2 separate regions of the Sus scrofa genome follow, and region 2 is linked to region 1. The links are chromatin contacts, called in public HiChIP or PLAC-seq maps. All regions are on one chromosome and are shown on one strand. Each heading gives the region's core, a stretch centred on a gene start, on an enhancer-like site or on the middle of the called end of the contact. The rest is flanking DNA. Distances are from core to core; before and after follow the strand shown. Region 1 holds the start of LSM1 (U6 snRNA-associated Sm-like protein LSm1). Region 2 holds the start of BRF2 (transcription factor IIIB 50 kDa subunit).

Region 1 (6,785 bases), core at 458-2,957:
AAAGAGGTGAGGGCAAAAGGGCATCTTCAAACAACAAAAATTGAAGACTTTATCATACATTGCAGATAGGCTTGTACAGTGGCTATTCACATATGAATTTGGTCCAACCTACACTACATTTTCCTTTAATAGCAAAATCACTAATTTGGATTTTAAAAATAATTTCAGATGATAGAGAATATAATCATAAACTCATTCTTTAATTTGCATACTTAGTAACTGTAGAGATTGTTGTAACTTGTTTGGAGCTGTATGCAAACTGTTTTGCAACTACTACAAGTTAATGAGACGGAGTTCCCATTGTGGCTCAGCAGTAATGAAACCAACTAGTATCCATGAAAACTCAGGTTCGATCCTTGATCAGTGGGTTAACGATCTGGTGGTGCGATGAGCTGTGGTGTAGGTCACAGACGTGGCTGGGACCCAGAGTTGCTGTCGCATAGGCCAGCAGCTACAGCTCTGATTCGACCCCTAGCCTGGGAACTTCCACATGCCATGGTGCCGCCCTAAAAAGCAAAACAAGACAGATCACAGGACTGAAACAATTTATTAAAATTTGCTTGAGGAATAATCCACGAATGAGAGTCTGGAAAAGACAGGACAGCTATAGAGGACTAAACTTCTCTTCAGGATGGTGACTAGGAATAAGGTAGGTCGTCTAAATAAAAACCAAAGAAAACTGTCTAACAAGAAAAAAACAAGTTTTTGGTCCTTCTGGAAAAGTCAAGCCTTGTCTGGCAGTAGTCTCTACTATCATAATCTGAAAATCTAAAGACCCTCAACGGTAAAAGAAGACTGCAAAAGGCGACGCAGCATAAAGCCTATGCTTAGTGCTAATTAAGTCCAATTACTGTTGTATTCGTATTTTCGTTTCTCGATGCATCCCTTCCTTAAGAATTCTCATCCATCCACCAGTAACCACCTGGGACTCGAAATCCCGCAGGTGGGAGATGATGGGCCCGGGAGGCGGCAACTTTCATGTTTGGGCCTCAGCAGCCGCATCCCTGAAAAGCAGAAATGGATTCGACAGCTTGCCGGAGGACTGGTGCAGGCTGTAAGAGATAGGATACAGGTAGGAGGCGGGCAAACAGCGTGTCACAAGGCTCCTCCCTCCTGCAAAGGACGCTAACGCCGCACGTCCAGAACAGCACTAAAAAGACACCGCCCCCTGGCCCGGACTCATTCTAGGACCTGCCTCCAAAAAGCATCCTCCCGGCAGGAAGAGTCTCACCCCAGACTTCACTCGGAGGAGCCGAACTACTCACTGTCGATGTCCTCGATGAGGCTAGCGGTGCCGGGCATATAGTTCATTTTGAGTTGAAATGAGGCGCAACGTATAGCGGTGGTGGGCCAACTCGTCCAACACTTCCTTCTTCCTACCGCAGTCGCCGCCTCGGCGGCACCGGGACAAGAACCCGGACCCAGAGTAGCACCTCCGGCCCGGCTTTCAGCCGCCGGGGCCTGCCGGAAACGTCGCCATATTACTCCCACCCACTTCCGGCATCACGTGCCGGTGCTCAGGAAGAGGCGGGACCGTAGTGAGGTCCCGAGGCACCCTTTCCACGTCCTTGACAAGAGGGGAAGAGAAACCTAGATTGGATACGTAGTGGGGAAATGCGTTCTCCCTTTTAAGGTACACGGTGGCGCCCCTTGCTGTCCTGCTTCCTAGACCCCAGAGTCACCGACCTCAGTCCTTCAACTCTCAAGAATCTGAGGCCGAGGGGGCGGGACCCGGCCTGGGATTGGCTGTTGCTGGCCGACCCCCTTCCCTGCGGTCCACTTGCGTTCTCCGGCTGGCGTCTGCGCAATGGACCGGCCGTGGGGGGCGGGAAGCACTTGGGGGCAGTGGAGCCCATGTCGGCCTTGAGGCGCTCGGGCTACGGCCCCGGTGACGGTCCGTCTTATGGCCGCTACTACGGGCCTGGGGGTGGAGATGTGCCCGTGCACCCCCCTCCGCCCATATATCCTCCCCGCCCCGAACCTCCCCAGCCTCCTGTTTCTTGGCGGGTACGCGGGGGCGGCCAGGCTGAGACCACCTGGCCGGGAGAAGGGGGAGGAGGAGATGGCTACTATCCCTCTGGAGGCGTCTGGTCGGAGCCAGGTCGAGCTGGAGGAAGCCACCAGGTAAGCTTTGCGCTGTCTGTCCCGGGGTGGGGTAGGGGACGGCAATAGGGGAGTCTTTGGAGGTGAGGGTTATTGGGTTTGATACACCTCCAAGAGTTCGTAATGAATTGGGTTTCATGTGTTTTCCTTATGGGGGGGTGGAGAGACAGAAACTAGGATCGTAGGTGGGGGCTATGCTTGTTTTCTCTTTGCCTCTTTTTTACTTCAACCATAGTAAATGTCTTAGCATGAAAAAGGGGAAAAAGATCCTGCGCTGACCTGCTGAGCTGAGTAGCGGGCTGCGAATCTCGCCTGGGAACGGTGTTGGGCTGGAGGGATCCGGGTCTGCTTTTCGAGTCCTGACAATTTATCCTGCGTGGCTCATCAGGTCGGCCCTCCCCAAGAAGGGAGGTGGCTGCAGCACCCTCCGTCCCTTAGCAACCCCTCCCCCTGGGAAGGAACGTGAAGGAAGGGGAGGGATCTGGGCGTTTAGCTCTTTGCCCTTTTAACGCTTTGCCCGACATTGAATCACGCATAATCAATGTTGGAAAGCAGCTTTCCGTGGATTGTTTTATTTCATCTTAAGGGTGACTGCCGCGTAAATGTCATCACATCTTCTCTGTTTTACGATGAAAGAACCGTTGACCGTGAAGGGTTAACTCACTCAGTATATTTGAACCTATAATGTCTTGTTCCTTGTAGTCGTGCGGAAATACAGTTGTTTTGTTATGCAGTATGCTTCGCAGAGAATTAATCGTTATCTGGTGGGGGCACTCCTATCCTTTTCTTCAGGAAATGTAACATCCTCATTGGTTGAAAATGTAATAATGAAATTCCCATACATTGCTGGTGGGAACATAAAATGGTTCAGTGCTTTGGAAAACAGTTTGGAAGTCCCTCAAAACGTTAAGCATACTGTTGGGATCTTACTCAGCAAGTCTGCTCCTTGTTATACACCCAAGAGAACTAAAAACATGTCCACGTATAAACTTGTACACGTGAGATTCATAGTAGCATTATTCATAATAGCCAAAAGGGAAAATATTCCAAATGCCCATCAACTGATGGATAGATAAAATCTGACATATTCATACAATGAATGGGAAGAAATGGGAAGAAATGAAGTACCTTCTACAACATGGATGAACCTTGAAAATATGCTACATGAACGAAGACAAACATTAAACATTGTGTGATTCCATTTATATGAAATATCCAGAATGGGCAAGTCTGTACAAATATATGTCATTGTCAGGGGTTGGAGGCCTGGAGACATTGGGGAAGATAGTTAAAGGGTATGGGGTTTCTTTTGGGGATGATGAAAATATTTTGGAATTAGATTGTAAATGAAGATTGCACAGCTCTGAATATTAAAAAAAAACATTGAATTGTACACTTTAAAAGGCTGGGTTTGATGTCATGTTATTTCTTTTAAAAAGTTGTATCATAAAAAAAAACGTAGTGAGAGGTTAATTACAAAGAAAGGCCCATAATTTCTCTATCTGAATCTAGAATAAGCAGCCTGAGGGAACTTCAGTCCCGACAGAGGAGAGTGAGGAAATGCTTGGCTAATAGGTATGCAGACTAGACCTAGGCTCACTTGTGGGGGAGGAGGAGAGAACCACTAAGCTGATGATTCCACCTGGGCTTGCTGTGTAGTCAAAACAAAGGTTTTTTTTGGGTTAAGGTTAGAGAAGTTAAGATCTTAGTACTGGGCAGGGAGTTTAAAGGGAGAACAGGTGTGCACACAGGCTAGGTAATGCTGGAGCGGTCAGGAATACGGCCGGAATGTGATTGGGCATTTGTCAACCGTTGCAGGAGTTTATCTTTCAGGTTGATGTTTCTGAAACTTGAAAAGTATAGGATGATGATTTCTTTCTTTGTTTTTCTCAAATGGCTGCACTTGCAGCATATGGAAGTTCCCAGGCTAGAGGTCAAAATTGAGCTTCAGCTGCCAGTCTACACCACAGCCACAGCAACATCAGATCCTTAACTCATTGAGCAAGGCTAGGGATCAAACCTGCATCCTCATAGATACTAGTCAGGTTCTTAACACTCTGAGCCCGGAAGACATCTTACTCTTCAAAAAGTGTAGTCCATGTACCAGAAGCTTCAGTGTTGATCTGAGGCAGTTAGAAATGCAGAATCTCTCCTGCTCCATACTTCCTGCTGCTCCAGTTTAATAAGATCCTCAGGTGATTCATATGCACGTTTGTGGCTGAGAAGCATTGCTTCACAGAATTGGATATATTGAGATGATATTGCAGTGAATAACTGCAAAGACTTGACTCTATATTAATGTATTTAAATATGGCAGGAGTGAAAAAGAGAAAATCTCTGTTTTCTTTCTCTTACATTGTTAGCTATACTTGCAGCACTGTAGTTTGATTCTTGAACCAGCAGTATGTGCACCACCAAGGAGCTTCTCGGAAATGCTGTAGTTCAGGCCTTGCCCCAGACTTGCAGAATCAAAATGTTTACTTTTTTAATGGCTGCAACTGCAGCATATGGAGGTTCCAGGCTAGGGGTCAAATTGGAGCTACAGCTGCTGGCCTGTGCCACAGCCATGCCAGATCCAAGCCATGTCTGTGACCTACACCATAGCTCATGGCAACACCAGATCCTTAACCCACTGAGTGAGGCCAGGGATCAAACCTGTGTCCTCATGGATGCTAGTCAGATTCATTTCCACTGAGTCACAATGGGAACTCCATGTTTTTGTTTTATTTTTGATGTCCAGTTTTAGAGTTTGGCATCTAGGAGTTGTTTGTGGGAACAAAACAATAGATGTGGGGCTCAGGAGGGAGTTGTGGATGGAGACAGTGATTGGAGAGGCATCAAATAGAAGCATAAGTGAATTACCAAACCTGGTCACGCTGCCAGCGGAGAACTCTGAGATCTAGGAGAGGTGATGGGGAGAGAGGACCCAGAAGAGGACAGTGGGTGAGAATCTCAGAAGGATAATAGGACAATCAGTACTTGTGCAGTGTAGACCAAGAGAGGCCCCAGCTATTTTGCAGCTAATGATAGGAGAACTAAAAAGATTCATTTGGGTTGACAGTTAAAGAGGTACTGTTGATTTTAGTGATGGGAGTTTAAAATAGTATTAAAGTAATGAATAGGAGGTTTGGGTCAGAAGGCAGCTGAAAACAGTGTAAACTTAGTAAATGAGAAAGTGGTCACTTGACTGGGAACCACGATTGAGGGAAGAATCTTTAGGATTAGGTGGCTTGAGGATGCTTGTAAGCAGAGAGTAACCTAGTAGATTGAGAAAAAAGATGCGAATAAAAGGAGGGAATATGGGTTGGGGAGAGGTGGATTAAGAAGTGAGAAAAAGGAGTTCCCTTGTGGCACAGTGGATTAAGGATCCAGCATTGTCACTGCTGTGGCATGGGTTTGATCCCTGACCCAGAAACTTCTACATGCTATGGGTGTGGCCAAAAATAAATAAATAAATAAAATAAAGTGAGAAAGAGCTGAGAAACCTCTTCGGAGCTAGAGGGGGAGAAAGTAAGCTCGGATTTGGAGGGATGGAGCATTGAAGGAGTTCCTAGCTCTTGGTGTCCTTTCTTGAGAAGTAGGAGTCCAGGTCATTTGAGAGTAATGGAAGTGGGATGGGGTATGCTGGGAACTTGATATGGGAAATGTTTGAAACAGGTGCTGAGGGAAAGGGAAGCAGTGTAGAGAGAAGCATAGAAGAGAACCAGATGAGATTGAAAACGAGAATCTGTGATGATGGCCAATACAGGAACTTAAAGTGCTTTTTAGTGATTTTGGAGTATGTAGCTATAAAAATAACTTACAATGTGTTTTTCTAAGAATTTTTGTCTAATTCTTGTGAAAAATATAAACAGATTTGTATATGGATCTTAGGTAATAGCAGCACTGCTTAGATTCCTCTACTCTTAGATTCATTTGTGCAAGGACTATTTTTGGAGGTGCAGTGGCAAATCACTTTGTGAGTTAACCATGTATCTACTTCTTATGAACTAGTTCCTTCTAAGATGAATATGAAAGGACGAGATTCTAGCCTTCATCTGAGATGTAGGTATTCTCAAAAGAGAGAAAAGTAAATCAGTTTATTATCTTCTTGAATAATTTTTATTAAATTTCCTTTGCCACAAAAACTTTAATTCACATTATTACCACTTGTGAGAACCTTTTTTCATCTTTGTCTGTTACCACCTTTGCCTTGTTTCAGACAGCAGATAAAGAGTTTGAAAAGACTTAGGCACATGATAAAATTGGCAACTTGGTTTATAGAACAGCTTCAGCCAGTTTCCTGTGAAACTAAATGCTGTTTCATAGAATTAAGAGTTCCTGAGCTGCAGACTTATTGTTACGGGGGTATTTTTAGATTTGTTCCATTTTGTCCAAAAGGGGAAAAAAAGAAGCAAAGAAAATCTTTTCTATTAAGACAATAAAATTAATGTTTTTTACCACTTCATTGAGAACATTCTTTTCTCTTTTTTCTTTTGCTTTTCCTTTTTTTTTTTTTTTTCGCTTTTTAGGGCCAAACCTGCGGCATATGGAGGTTCCCAGGCTAGGGGTTAAATTAAGAGCTGCAGCCGCCAGCCTACACCACAGCCATAGCAACAGTGGATCTGAGCTGCATCTGGGACGTACACCACAGCTCACAGCAACTTCATGTCTTTAACTTGATGAGCAAGGCCAAGGATTGA
Region 2 (6,672 bases), core at 51-2,550, 220 kb before region 1:
CTTCCTTTCTTTTTTTTTGCCATGCCCGTGACATGTGGAAGTTCCTGGGCCAGGGATCGAACCCATGCGACAGCAGCAACCCAAGTCATAGCAGGACAACACCAGATCCTTAACCAACTGAGCCACCAGGAAACCCTATCATCCTTTATTTTTAATTACCATTCTCTTCAACTCAGCCTTACACAGTAATGCTGAAAACAGGAAAGATAAGTAGATGGGCTGGACCATCAGGAGAGTTTTCTTTAAAGCACTATGTCATAAAAGGTTTATTCTCACCTCGTTGCTGGCTGCGACTAACTTGTTCATTTTCCCCTGTGCTTCGGGAATATGTTACTTCTGTAAGATAATGGGCAACAAATAGCTTGTTTAGCCTCCACGTGCCACACCCTTGCCCTCCCACCACACAAAACCCAGGAGCCAAACCAGGACGCATCCACTTCTTGTCCCATCTTTGCACATTAAAGGTCCATCTGATTTTCTATGACCACAAACAGTACCCAATACAAAGAAATTTAGGAAGATTAGGACTGCACTAAAGCAGCTCCAAGTGTTCCAGCCATCTCTCTTGTACATCCAATTCAGGCAATTTTCCTGACTGAATATTCTGAGGGTTGCATTGGTCACAGACTTGAAGAGCAGAGAGGGAAGAAAAAAAAAAAAAAAAAAAGATGCTTTTGCCAATTAGTGCTCAAAACTACTTTGCGGTAATAGTATTTTCTGTATTCGTAAAGAATTGATCCGCAATCCTTCCACCATGCCCAGACTAGGTAAATTGAGTGCAGCTTTCTCTCTTGATTTCATTTATTCAGCGTTTATTAATACCAAATACCTTGCTAGAAAAACACAGATAAACCGCAGTCCCTGAGCTTCTACAGCTCACTCGTTCACTTTAGGCCATTTTCTCCCGTGCATGTGACCAGGAAAAGGCAGGAGATAAGAATCTCGACGTCAATCACTCCACTGCCCCCAGGCTGTTATCCATTGCCCTGGAAAAGCCCGCAAGGTACCTCGGAGGTTGCCCTCATCACTGAAGGTGGTCGTAAGGACTCCCTCGGTGACCACACAGCCGCAGTCGGAGCACACCAGCTGGCTCTGCGAATAGTGTGAGTCTTCCACCAGCTCAGTGGAGCCGCAATCGGGGCAGCGGCCTCTTCCCGGCATCTTACAACCCGTCCAGAGCCGAGGAAGCCTTCGGGTAACCGCCCCTAACGTCGACAACAGCAACAGTGTTGCAAACAGGAAGTAGGAGCGGAGCTTTCTAAGGCCTGCACCACCTCCTTCCGGCCAGCGTGACAGCCGTACTATGGGTAGTTCCTCCTCGGCCACGCCCCACTTCCGGTCCTTTCCTCTGAGGACTCGGGTAGAAATGTGAGCCAGGAGACGGGGGTTCCTGCTGGACTGCGTCTTCGGGTTCTCCGCAAACTGTAGTTAGTTTGAGGTGGGCTAGACTAGCAGTTGCATTTGGGTGAGCTTTTTACATGCATGGATACGCATAATATACAAGAAAATTGTTGCCATCCACAAAGAACTCTTTTTTCTAAAGCGCTAGGGGAATCGTAGATGCTCCATTTCCCTTTGGTAAGGAACGTTGATTTGGGCCATGGTACAAAGTTTGTGTCTAAAAGGGAGAGTGGTCTAGTGAGAGGGCAGGGAACTGTGTTCCTTCCAGAGCGCCTTCACCTCGAGCCAGTTGTCTCTTCTCTTTGCAGTCCATTTTTCTCAACTGTGGAATAAAGGAGTTGAATTAAAATCCAGAGTGGCACCCTCAAATGCCTTCAGAGGCTAGGCAAAGAATGTCTAAAGGAGTTGGAGAGAAAGAATATGGGGTGGTGAGGCCTTTGGCAATCTGGAGGGTTCAAGCAGATGCGGATGTTTTTAAAACCTTGAGCTTTAAGATGCTCCAAGATTCTAGCTCCAAAGTTCCTAGCATGGTATATAGCACAGATCAAAGAATCTTGAGGAAAACTGTGCCGCTAGCAGTGTTATAGAAACCAAGCTTACCAATTAGAGATTTTGTATGTCATGTTTGAGCATAAATTAAAAGTCATCAAAGAGGTATTTTCTTTTTCTTTCTTTCTTTCTTTCTTTCTTTCTTTCTTTCTTTCTTTCTTTCTTTCTTTCTTTCTTCCTTCCTTCCTTCCTTCTTCCTTCCTTCCTTCCTTCCTTCCTTCCTTCCTTTTGTCTTTTTATGGTCCTACTCACAGCATATGGAAGTTCCCAGGCTAGGGGTTGAATTGGAGCTGTAGCTGCTGGCTTACACCACAGCAACACCAAACCCGAGCTGCCTCTGCAACCTATACCATAGCTCAAGGCAACACCAGATCCTTAACCCATTGAACAAGGCCAGGGATTGAACCTGCGTCCCCATGGATACTAGTCAGGTTTGTTACCACTGAGCCACAGTGGGAACTCCCAAACTATTACATTTAGAATGGATAAGCAATGAGGTCCTGCTGTATAGCTCAGGGACTTATATCCAATCACTTGTGATAGAACATGATAGAAGATAATATGAGAAAAAGAATGTGTATGCATGTATAACTGGGTCACTTTGCTGTACAGCAGAAATTGACAGAACATTGCAAGTCAACTATAATTAAAATGTTTTTAAATAAATAAATATCCGACTGCAGCAGCTTGAGTCGCTGAAGAGGTGCAGGTTCAATTTCTGGCCTAGTGAGTGGGTTAAATGGCTCGGTATTACACAGCTATGGCATAAGTCCCAGTTGTGGTTCAGATTCAGTCCCTGGCCCAGGAACTTCCACATGCTGCAGGTGCAGCCATAAAATTTTAAAAATACAAATAAAAATAAAAACCAACCAGGAGTTCCTGTTATGGCTCAGTGGTCATGCACCAGACTAGTATTTGTGAAGATGTAGGTTCAATCCCTAGCCTTGCTCAGTGGATTAAGGATCCGAGCTGTGGTATAGGTCAAAGATGCAGCTCAGATTGGGTATTGCTGTGGCCGTAGCGTAGGCTGGCAGGTGTAGCTCTGATTCGACCCCTAGCCTGAGAACTTCCGTATGCCATGGGTAGGGCTCTAAAAAGCAAAAACAAAAAACAAACAAACCAAACCAGGAGTTCCCTGGTGACCTAGCAGTTAAGGAATTTGGTGTTGTCACTGCTGTGGTTTGGGTCACTGCTGTGACGTGGGTTCAATCCCTCACCCAGAAACTTCTACATGCCATGGGCTTGGCCAAAAAAAATAAAAAGAGAGGAGTTCCCGTCGTGGCCCAGTGGTTAACGAATCCGACTAGGAACCATGAGGTTGCGGGTTCAATCCCTGGCCTTGCTCAGTGGGTTAAGGATCCGGCGTTGCCATGAGCTGTGGTGTAGGTTGCAGATGCGGCTCGGATCCGGCATTGCTGTGACTGTGGTGTAGGCTGGCGGCTACAGCTCCGATTAGACCCCTAGCCTGGGAACCTCCATATGCCGCGGGAGCGGCCCTAGAAATGGCCAAAAAGACCAAAAAAAAATAAATAAATAAAAATAAAAAAATAAAATAAAAAGAGAGAGAGAATTAGGAGTCTATCTGTTCAGTTCCAAAACCCATGTTCTTTATGCCATATTGGTTAGAACTGAGGTCTGAGATATAGAAGACTAATGGCATTTGCCCATTTCTGCAAAAGCTATTTATGGAGTGCCCACTATGTGCCAATGTACAGGCACTGTTTCAGGCCCTGGCGAAAGAGCCGTGAGCAAAGCAAAGCCCCGACTTTTGGAGCTGATCTTCTAGCGGATGCAACACGCTTTTAGGGATGGGTGTGGCCAAAATAAACAAACCAAACCAAACAAAAACACCGTCTGAAAGTGGGAGTACCTGTTGTGGCTCAGCAGGTTAAGAACTGACACTGTCCTTGAGGGTGTAGTTTTGATCCCTGGCCTTGCTCAGTGGGTTAAATATCCAGCATCATTCCCTTCTTTTCCATAGTCAGTCTCTCTCCCTGATTGCCACATCTAAGGACCCCATCTCTTCCCCAAGAGAATGCTTTCTTAGAGCATGAGCACCACTCTCCTTTTAGAGGCGTCCAACAGGACCTCAGGGCCTGATCACACTGGAGGATGGGCCCCTCCCCCAAGCAAGGGATACAATTGTTCCTGACAGTGCATTCCCTGACACTAAAATTACTTGCTCTAGCCCCACCCCATATGTGAGCTTCCGCACACTGGTCTGGGATGGTGTGTACCCCAAGTCCCCTCTTTTCTGGAGGTATGACACACTTCTGGCTGTCCAGCAGATCAATGTTGAGACACGCTTTCATGCTACCACACACAGCTCTGAGAGACAACCCTTAATTTTAGCCTGTAGGGTCCACATCCTTATTTTGGGGGGCAAGTGTAGTTTTTTGTTTGGTTGGTTTTGTTTGTTTTGTTGTGTTTGCTTTTTAGGGCTGCACTCAAGCATATGTAGTTCCCAGGCTAGGGATTGAATCAGAGCTACAGCTGCTGGTCTATGTTACAGCCACAGCAACATGGGATCTGAGTGGTGTGTGTGACCTACACCATAGCTCACAGTAACACTGGATCCTTAACCCACTGATGAGGCCAGGGATCAAACCCGTGTCCTCATGGATAACCTGGGTCAGGCTCATTACCACTGAGCCACAATGAGCATTTCCTGTTTTTGTTTGTTTTCTTTCTTCTTCTTTTTTTTTTTTTTTTTTTTTTTTTTTTGTCTTTCTGCCTTTTCTAGGGCCACACCTGCGGCATATGGAGGTTCCCAGACTAAGGGTTGAATTGGAGCTGTAGCCACTGGCCTATGCCAGAGCCATAGCAACACAGGATCTGAGCCGCGTCTGCGACCTACACCACAGCTCACGGCAACACCAGATTCTTAACCCACTGAGGTTGCCTTGCAACCTCATGGTTCCTAGTCAGATTTGTTAACCACTGAGCCACGACGGGAACTCTGCACTTCCTGTTTTTGTTTTGCCACCCCTTGTCATATGGAGTTCCCAGGCCAGGGATCGGATTGAATCTGAAATGGAACTGCGACCTACACCAGAGCTGTGGCAATACCAGGTCCTTAACGCATTGTGCCAGGCCAGGGAATGAACCTGTGTTCCTGCTGCTGCAGAGACATCATCCATCCTGTTGTACTACAGTGGGAACCCCAGGGAGTAGCTTTTTTTTTTTTTTTTTTTTGTCTTTTTGCCTTTTCTAGGGCTGCTCCTGAGTCATATGGAGGTTCCCAGGTCAGGGGTCTAATCGGAGCTGTAGCCACCGGCCTACACCACAGCCACAGCAATGCGGGATCCGAGCCGCATCTGCAACCTACACCACAGCTCATGGCAACGCCGGATCCTTAACCCAATGAACAAGGCCAGGGATCGAACCTGCAACCTCATGGTCCCTAGTCGGATCATTAACTACTGAGCCATGACAGGAACTCCCAGGGAGCAGTTCTTTACATTACCTATGTACAGAACAGCATCAGACTACTTCCATCCCTAATTTTGTGCAGATCTCGAACTTCACTGCATTTTTTTGGGTGGGGGATTTTATTACAGTCATCTACCCACAACAGAAGCCTTGAAATTCTGCTTTCCCCAACATTACCCATAGTAGAGTGGAAGAGCGGTTTTCTGATCCTCCAACCAGCAACTCTAAGGGTGGAGGGTGTGGGTCGGTCTCTTCCAGCCACTGGTATGTGATAGCCTGAGAGCCTTGCCCTCTGGGAGGTGGGCAGACCCAGGCCAGGAGGTGGCGCACTTGACCAAGATAGCCCAGTCTTGGGTTCATGGTCTCAGGAAAAGACCCGTTCATTTAGGAAATGTATTTGCCTTCATCTTGAAAATCAGGTCCACGTACGTCATCCTTTGAGCCTTTTCTGCTACTACAAACTCTACTAAGAGTTAGCGTTGTTCAGTGATGGTGACCACGGAACATATAGATGTTCAAACCTCTTGCCCCCACTGCACCCCTAGCCTGTGAAGCTGGAACCCTGCTTCTTGTCTGTAAGTCTGGAGCTCCTATGGTACCTGGCATCCAAACCTGTGGAATTCTGAGTTCCCAGAATGGGCTGGATTAGAGCAGAAAGCCCCAAGGGAGGGAGCCTCAGCCATGGTCTAGATGTGTAACACTGACCTTGAGGCCAGAGTTCTTTCTAGAGAGAAGACCCTCAGAGAGAGAGTAAGGCACTGCTGGCTTGTGGGCAGTTGACTTTGGGCTCCCCCGTGCATATTCCTTTGGTGTGCTTGTCTGACTTCCCCTTTGTTACACGTCTCCCTGGGAATGACCTGTCTTTCTCACTCCTGCGTCCTGGGAGTGCCTCCAGTAGCCCAATAAAATTATGTGGACAATGAAATTTCTTTTTTCTTTTTTTCTTTTCTAGGGCTGCACCCACAGCATATGGAGGTTCACAGGCTAGGGTCTAATCGGAGCTGTAGCCACCGGCCTATCCCACAGCCACAGCAAGGCAGGATCCCAGCCACCTCTGCAATCTACACCACAGCTCATGGCAACACCGGATCCTCAACCCACTGAGTGAGGCCAGCGATCGAACCCACAACCTCACGGTTCCTAGTTGGATTCGTTAACCATTGAGCCACGACGGAACTCCAGACATCGAAATTTGACTTTCGTGTAATTTCCATGTGTCATGAACTTGTTACTTTTTCATTGTTACAAAAATGTAAAAATCTCCAGTATTGAGTGCAGTGTTGTAGACTG

What was found. HiChIP or PLAC-seq counts read pairs in DNA pulled down with a chosen protein or histone mark.
Region 2: an H3K27ac HiChIP or PLAC-seq map of alveolar macrophages shows a contact between it and region 1. The contact joins the promoter of BRF2 here to the promoter of LSM1 in region 1. A contact is called at or near these places in 1 of 5 promoter capture datasets (liver), 4 of 47 Hi-C or Micro-C datasets (alveolar macrophages, heart right ventricle, liver and 1 more) and 1 of 2 datasets of contacts at active chromatin or transcription factors (alveolar macrophages).

The regions. Positions count from the first base shown.
Region 1 is chr15:48,343,575-48,350,359 of Sscrofa11.1, reverse strand. LSM1 (U6 snRNA-associated Sm-like protein LSm1) reads right to left here and starts at 1,707. Exons shown (of 4, transcript XM_005671778.3): 1 at 1,266-1,707. The coding sequence starts at 1,311. BAG4 (BAG family molecular chaperone regulator 4) reads left to right here and starts at 1,550. Exons shown (of 5, transcript XM_013984080.2): 1 at 1,550-2,124. The coding sequence starts at 1,855.
Region 2 is chr15:48,562,835-48,569,506 of Sscrofa11.1, reverse strand. BRF2 (transcription factor IIIB 50 kDa subunit) reads right to left here and starts at 1,300. Exons shown (of 4, transcript XM_003133367.6): 1 at 1,008-1,300; 2 at 277-336. The coding sequence starts at 1,161.